Linked DNA regions of Ovis aries: region 1 is linked to region 2. The links are chromatin contacts, called in public Hi-C maps. All regions are on one chromosome and are shown on one strand. The core of a region is the stretch at or near the end of the contact, and the rest is flanking DNA. Distances in the headings are between cores, read along the strand shown.

Evidence for each region. Hi-C and Micro-C count contacts between places; a contact is called where the count stands out from the background.
Region 1: a contact with region 2 is called in a Hi-C map of liver, with 2.9 times the contacts expected there. The contact joins two enhancer-like sites. A contact is called at or near these places in 3 of 16 Hi-C or Micro-C datasets (blood, liver and tail adipose tissue).

The regions. Positions count from the first base shown.
Region 1 is chr2:105,647,465-105,650,906 of ARS-UI_Ramb_v3.0, forward strand. No RefSeq gene overlaps it. Among named protein-coding and RNA genes, the nearest start is that of DEFB136, 27 kb to the right of the region's middle. Within about 2 kb of position 1,752, at least 1 of the 54 cell types and tissues checked has an H3K27ac peak or open chromatin away from gene starts, as enhancers often do. A contact at or near this core is called in liver, where this site is marked.
Region 2 is chr2:105,234,742-105,238,249 of ARS-UI_Ramb_v3.0, forward strand. No RefSeq gene overlaps it. Among named protein-coding and RNA genes, the nearest start is that of FAM167A, 41 kb to the right of the region's middle. Within about 2 kb of position 1,455, at least 4 of the 54 cell types and tissues checked have an H3K27ac peak or open chromatin away from gene starts, as enhancers often do. A contact at or near this core is called in liver, where this site is marked.

The sequences.
Region 1 (3,442 bases), core at 502-3,001, 410 kb after region 2:
CCCACCCTTGCCCTCTCCCACAGAGTCCAAAAGACTGTTCTATACATCTGTGTCTCTTTGCTGTCTCTCATACAGGGTTATTGTTACCATTTTCCAAATTCCATATATATGCATTAGTATACTGTATTGGTGTTTTTCTTTCTGGCTTACTTCACTCTGTATAATCGGCTCCAGTTTCATTCACCTCATTAGGACTGATTCAAATGTATTCTTTTTAATGGCTGAGTAATATCCCATTGTGTGTATGTACCACAGCTTTCTTATCCATTCATCTGCTGATGGACATCTAGGTTGCTTCCATGTCCTGGCTATTATAAACAGTGCTGCGATGAACATTGAGGTACATGTGTCTCTTTCACTTCTGGTTTCCTTGGTGTGTATGCCCAGCAGTGGGATTGCTGGGTCATAAGGCAGTTCTATTTCCAGTTTTTTAAGGAATCTCCGCACTGTTCTCCATAGTGGCTGTACTAGTTTGCTTTCCCACCCACAGTGTAAGAGGGTTCCCTTTTCTCCACACCATCTCCAGCAATTATTGCTTGTAGACTTTTGGATCGCAGCCATTCTGACTGGTGTGAAATGGTACCTCATTGTGGTTTTGATTTGCGTTTCTCTAATAATGAGTGATGTTGAGCAGCTTTTCATGTGTTTGTTAGCCAGCCGTATGTCTTCTTTGGAGAAATGTCTATTTAGTTCTTTGGCCCATTTTTTGATTGGGTCTTTTATTTTTCTGGAATTGAGCTGCAGGAGTTGCTTATATATTTTTGAGATTAATTCTTTGTCAGTTGCTTCGTTTGCTATTATTTTCTCCCATTCTGAAGGTTGTCTTTTCACCTTGCTTATAGTTTCCTTTGTTGTGCAAAAGCTTTTAATTTTAATTAGGTCCCATTTGTTTATTATCACTCCCATATTCTTGCCTGGAGAATCCCCTCGACAGAGGAGCCTGGTGGACTACAGTCCACAGGGTCACAAAGAGTCAGACATGACTAAATAATTAATACTTTCACTTTCAGGCTCTACAGATGTCAGGGGCCCAGGGGGTGACATGATAGGATCTTTAGGCGTGTGTGTGTGTGTGTGTGTGTGGGGCGGGGGGCAGTGCACCACTGCAATTGTAGATTGGACGGCATCACAGAGAAGGTGACATTTTACTGAAGACCCGAGGAAGATAAGGGAAGGGATGATGAAAGGTGGAGAGCATTCCAGACAGAGGAAAAAGCAAGCACAGAGGCCCTGCGGTAGGCGTGTGCCTGGCATGTTCGGAAAAAGTCACTTCAGTCCCCGGGGACCTGCCACGTTTGTGTCTGTGCAAAATGTAACAGGCATAAATGTCTTTTTTTTTTTTTTGCCATGGTGCATGGCATGTGGGATCTTCGTTCCCTGGCCAGGGGTCGCAGCCACACCCTCTGCAGTGGGAGCACAGAGTCTGGGCCACCAGGGATGCCCCTTAGAAGTCACACTGAGTAAGCGAGAGCCAGGTCTGCCTTCCTGCCCGCCCCAGAGTTCCTGGGCCAGCTCTGCTGTCCCTGCCGACGACCAGCAACAGCTACTCTTCAGGCCAGGATTTCTCCAAACCTGCTGGTTTTTTTTTTTGTTGTTGTTTTCCCCCAGTTCCCTCAAGACTCTCTCCTTATCAGCCCACCTTCCTGTTTTCCTCTCCCACCCATGCCCTTGATCTCCCAAAGGTCTCCCCACACATCTGCCTATCCTTGGGGACACCCGGGGGTCGGATGTGGCTGCAGACACAGGGCTGAGAGAGGGGTGGCCGGGGCCGGGGAAGGCTGGGGCTGAGGAAGGAAAGACTCAGGGGTCGCTTGACCTGGTCTCAGTTGCGGGTATTTACACAGATAAGTTATTATTGTTGGTTAGTTGCTCAATCATATCCGACTCTTGCGACCCCATGGACTGTAGCCCTCCAGGCTCCTCTGTCCTGGGATTTTCCAGACAAGAATACTGGAGTGGGTTGCCATGCCCTCCTCCAGGGGATCTCCCCACCCAGGAATCGAACCTGTGTCCCTTCCGTCTCCTGCATTGGCAGGTGAGTTCTTTCCCACTGTTCCCCAGCTCCTCCCTGCTGACCCAGGCAGCAGGCACGACCTCCTGGGACGACATGGGAAGTGCTAGTCAAATGCAAGCCCCGTCCCAATTTCCTTTCTTTTAATGTACTTATTAATTTGGCTGTGCCAGGTGTTAGCTGGGGCATGACTGAGACACAAGAATAAATAGAGGGACTTCCTGGTGGCTCAGTGGTGCTGACTCTGCACTCCCAATGCAGGGGATCCAGGTTCGATCCCTCTCCAGGGAACTAGAGCCCGTATGTCGCAACTGAGTTCTCAGGCTGCAACTAAAGATCCAATGCAGCCAAATAAACAATTAAAAAAAAAAAAAGAACAGAGATCCAAGTGAGTGAGCGAGTATGTAAGAGTGAGTGAATATACTCTATAAAACAACAGCCGTAGTTATTGGTCTTTGAGACGCACAGCAGCAGCGAAGCAGCTGGAGGGATGAGCGGAACTGAAGTGCTATAGGCTGTTACACTCTCTGAGAGTGGGATGAACAAATTGTTCAACTGCAGACTCTGGTAAGAATTTAATCCTGCATGCTGTGATCGCCAAGGTAATCATGATAAAAACAGGGCTTATAACTTCCAAGGTGGTAGAGGGATTAAAAAAAAAGGAATGATACAATTAGTCAAGATCAAGCGATGCCAAGAAGAGAGAGAAAAACAGACAGAGAGGAACCAAGACAAAAGGGAATCACAGAAGAGGAGGTAGATGTAAACTTGGATATGTTGGTGATCACGTTAGATGTAAATGCACCAAGTGTTTCTTTTTACCAAAGGTTTAAGACTGTGTAAAGTGACTCTCTGTGAACCAGAGAGAGGAAATTAATCTGCCCAAGTTCTCAGCAAGCTGGGGAGGTGGAGGGTGGGCTGTGTTCTTCCAGCCCTCCCCAGTCCAATCAAACCGAGTCCCTGTCTACTGAGCAGCCCACTGTGTGCTGGGTGGCGTCAAATTCTGGAACAAGCAGATGAGTAAAAAACAAGGTTTCTACCCTTACAGTATTTTCCTCAGTGAGGAGCAACTATGTTTTAGGACAAATTTTTCCAGGGGTTTGTGGTCACAGCAAGACTTCACAGGGGTGGGGACAGTTTTTAAAATTTATTCATTTTTAATTGAAGAATAATTACAATACTGTGTTGGTTTCTGCCATACATCAACATGGATCAGTCATGGGGCGGGGACAGGTTTGAGGCCGTGTCTGAGAAAGGCCCAGCCTGTGAACCTGAATGCTCCTCAAAGTGGGACCACGTGAGCACAGAGGGGAGGGGAGGTGGGGGGCACTTTTCTCAATGGAAATTCATCAGTGCGTTCCTGTCTGCCCCAGTTATCAGCGTTGCTATTTCAGTGAGCAGCCATGGAGCCTCCACCAGGCTCTGGCCAGA
Region 2 (3,508 bases), core at 205-2,704:
TCTTTCACAGCAGTTGTAACTGCTGTTACATAGAAGGTAACATACTATGTTATATCCCCACTAGTAATGCATGCAGAGAACGCAATGGCACCCCACTCCAGTACTCTCGCCTGGAAAATCCCATGGACGGAGGAGTCTGGTGGGCTGCAGTCCATGCAGTCACTAAGAGTGGGACATGACTGAGCGACTTCACTCTCACTTTTCACTTTCATGCGTTGGAGAAGGAAATGGCAACCCACTCCAGTGTTCTTGCCTAGAGAATCCCAGGGACAGCAGAGCCTGGTGGGCTGCCATCTCTGTGGTTGCACAGAGTCGGACATGACTGAAGCGACTTAGCAGCAGCAGCAGCAGCAGCAGCAGCAGCAGCAGCATCACAGGTATGAGTTTGTGGTTCAATGCAGTTTTGATTTACATTTTTCTAATATTTAGTGATGTTGAGCATCTTTCCATGTGCTTATTGACCACTTGTGTATCTTCTTGCAGAGAAGTTTAAGCCCTATGCGCATATGGTTGTTTCGGGTTTTGTTACTGAGTTTTAGGAGCTCTTTAAATATTCTGGATATTAATCTCTTATCAGATATGTAAGTTGCAAATAGTTTCTCCCATTCTCCTAGTTTCTTTCATCTGTTGATCATGTCCTTTACTTCTGATAAACTTTATCTTTTTTTGTTTGGTCATCTGTGCTTTTGGTGTTGTAGCCAAGAAATCATTGCCAAGTGGTAAGTCATGAATTTAAAAAAAAAAATCAAAATTAATACAAAAGAGTCCATGTGAAAAAATGATCAAAACCTGACCAAGATGGATATCTCATGACTTAACCTTCACCTCAGTGTGATCTCAATCACTGTGTGTTCAATCCTGTCTTCCCTGAAAATGTTGTTATTTTCTTCATATAGAGCTTGGGGGCATTGATTTTGACCTTTAAAAATATTGCGTTAAAAATACCAGTTGTCTTGATTACTGAGGTTCCTGATGCCCCTAACATTTTGTGCCTGAGCTGAGTTCCTCCCTCCCCTCACCCTAACACAGCCCTGCTCTGGACACAGAAGCTAGCCAGGCTCTCTAGTCATCTTCACGTGGGGCCAGCTCTCCTCTAAGGCTGGACACCCACCTCCACAGAGAAGCCCTCTGCCCTGTCAGCAGTCAGTAGACAAGCGTTCACTGCACTGGCTCAATCCTGATCTCCACCAGGGGCGTGTTGGCCTGTGTTTAACAGCTGGCTCTCGGCAGAGCAGGGATGGGCAGTGTGAGCAGTTTTCCATGACGTAGTTTCTTCCTCCATATGAAAGTTCAAGCCACAAACAAAAAGATGTTGCTGAAATCAGAGCTGAGAAGAGCTGGCAACGGGCAGATCCAAGCCACGGGAGGTACTGAAGGGAAAGCCTGTGGCCAGCGGGAGAGGGGACAGCACCTCCCCACAGGATGTTGTCACTGGGCTTTGAAATTGCAACACATCAGCCAAAGGTTAACTGGGATAGCAAAGGAGAGTTCATGCAGGAACTCGGTTCCCCAGGGGATGGAGAGGTTCTGAATCACCAGGGACCGTGTAAGTCCAGGAGCAGGCCCTCCATCCCTGGGCTGAGAGAGAGGAGGAGGCGATGGTAGGGACCAGAGCCAGGGGCTTGCGCGGCAGTGCTGGAACTCCAGACGAGATGGAGATGCTGTTGGACATGCTGCCAGAGGGAGGGATGAAACACCCTGGTTTCTCTTCTTCTCCTGAATTTCCATCCCCACCAGCACCTCCCATCGGGCTGAACACAGCTGATAGCCGAGAAGGGGGTTTGCAGGCTGCAGGCTGCCCCTTCGATACACAGCAGAGCAGGGAAAGCATGAGGAACAGGTCTGAGGGCATCCGGGCCCAGAAGAGGCACATCCAGGTGCCGGGTATCTAGGGCTGGTCCTTTCCCATAGTGCCCATTGCGAGAGTCAAGGGTACAGATGGTCTGGCTCTGTGATTCTGAGTATTGAGTGGTAATCAGATTACCTACAGAGGGAAAGGAGTGTGGGGCTTAAACAGCTGAGGACTTTATATTTAAACGTGAAACTTAGATAATTCCTATAGAGCAGGAAACTGAAATGGGAGTAGTTAAATATTTGGGAAAAAATTTTAATTAGAAACTTGGCTTAAGTATCAATAAATAATATTCTAGCAGACAAGTTAAAGACTTGATTCAAGTAAATAATATTCTAACATACCTCAAAACTTCGTCTTGTTTTATAAGAAAGAAATATTTCAGTTCTTAAAGCTGAAAAATTATTTTGATGAATGATAGAGCTGTCACACTTATAAACCTAAATATAGAAAGTAAGAAAGAGAAGCAGAAGATAATGAGAAAAGATGAGATAATGAAAAATATAAAAGTGAGAGTCACTCAGTCTGACTCCTTGCAACCCCATGACTGAATTCTCCAGGCCAGAATCCTGGAGTGGGTAGCTGTTCCCTTCTCCAGGGGATCTTCCCAACCCAGGGATCAAACCCAGATCTCCCTCATTGCAGGTGGATTCTTTACCAGCTGAGCCACCAGGAAAGCCCAAGAATATTGGCATGGGTAGCCTATCTCTTCTCCAGCAGATCTTCCTGACCCAGGAGTTGAAACTGGGTCTTCTACCTTGTAGGAGGGTTCTTTACCAGCTGAGCTACTAGGGAAGTCCAATGAAGATATAGGTCATATATAAATACGTATAAAGAAAAAATAAAGAATATTTAAAGTAATGAAACATCAATTGTAAAAGAAAATTATTCACTTTTAAATAAATTATATATAAATGCACATTTGATGACAAAAGTAAAAACCATCTTGGAAGGTCCATCCACATGGCTGATTGATATCCACGAAACGTCATGGGTTGCAGGTGAACATAAGCTGATAAAATTAAACCAACTCTTTAATAGGACATTTCAATAAACATTTTTATTACTTAGTTGGTAACAGAAATATTGAATAAATAGAAGTATCAAGCAGTACTATAATGGCTAAGAAATTCTTTAGTGAAATTACTTAGTTCAGTAGAAGATTCAGCATGCAAAATGAAACCATTTATACTGAGATGTTTACTTAGGATGAAAGTCACCTATCAAATATCATGGTTGAGAGTTTGATATGATTCTGTAAGTCAAATTATGGTTCAGACAATTACAGTTTCATCTAGCAGGTGACAGCTTGCCAGTCAAAAAAAAATGGTGAAAATTTTAAAAGATCAATACTTGGAACTGCTAAAATGATGAAACTGCTAAAATGATTTATTGATTTATTTTCTCAGTCATTTTATATTCTTGATATGTCATTATAGCAGCTCTATTAGTTTATTTTGATATAGATAGAATACATTTTGCTGATTTGATTTGCGTTTGATTTACATGACCATCTGCTGCTAAATAATATTTTCAGAGCACATGGGGAACTCATTTATAGAGGAGAGGCTGCAGCTGAATTTCAATTGGTAAGTTGGGAGGGGGCTTCAGCCCATAAATATGAGCATAAACCATGCCCGTAAATATGAACAGGGA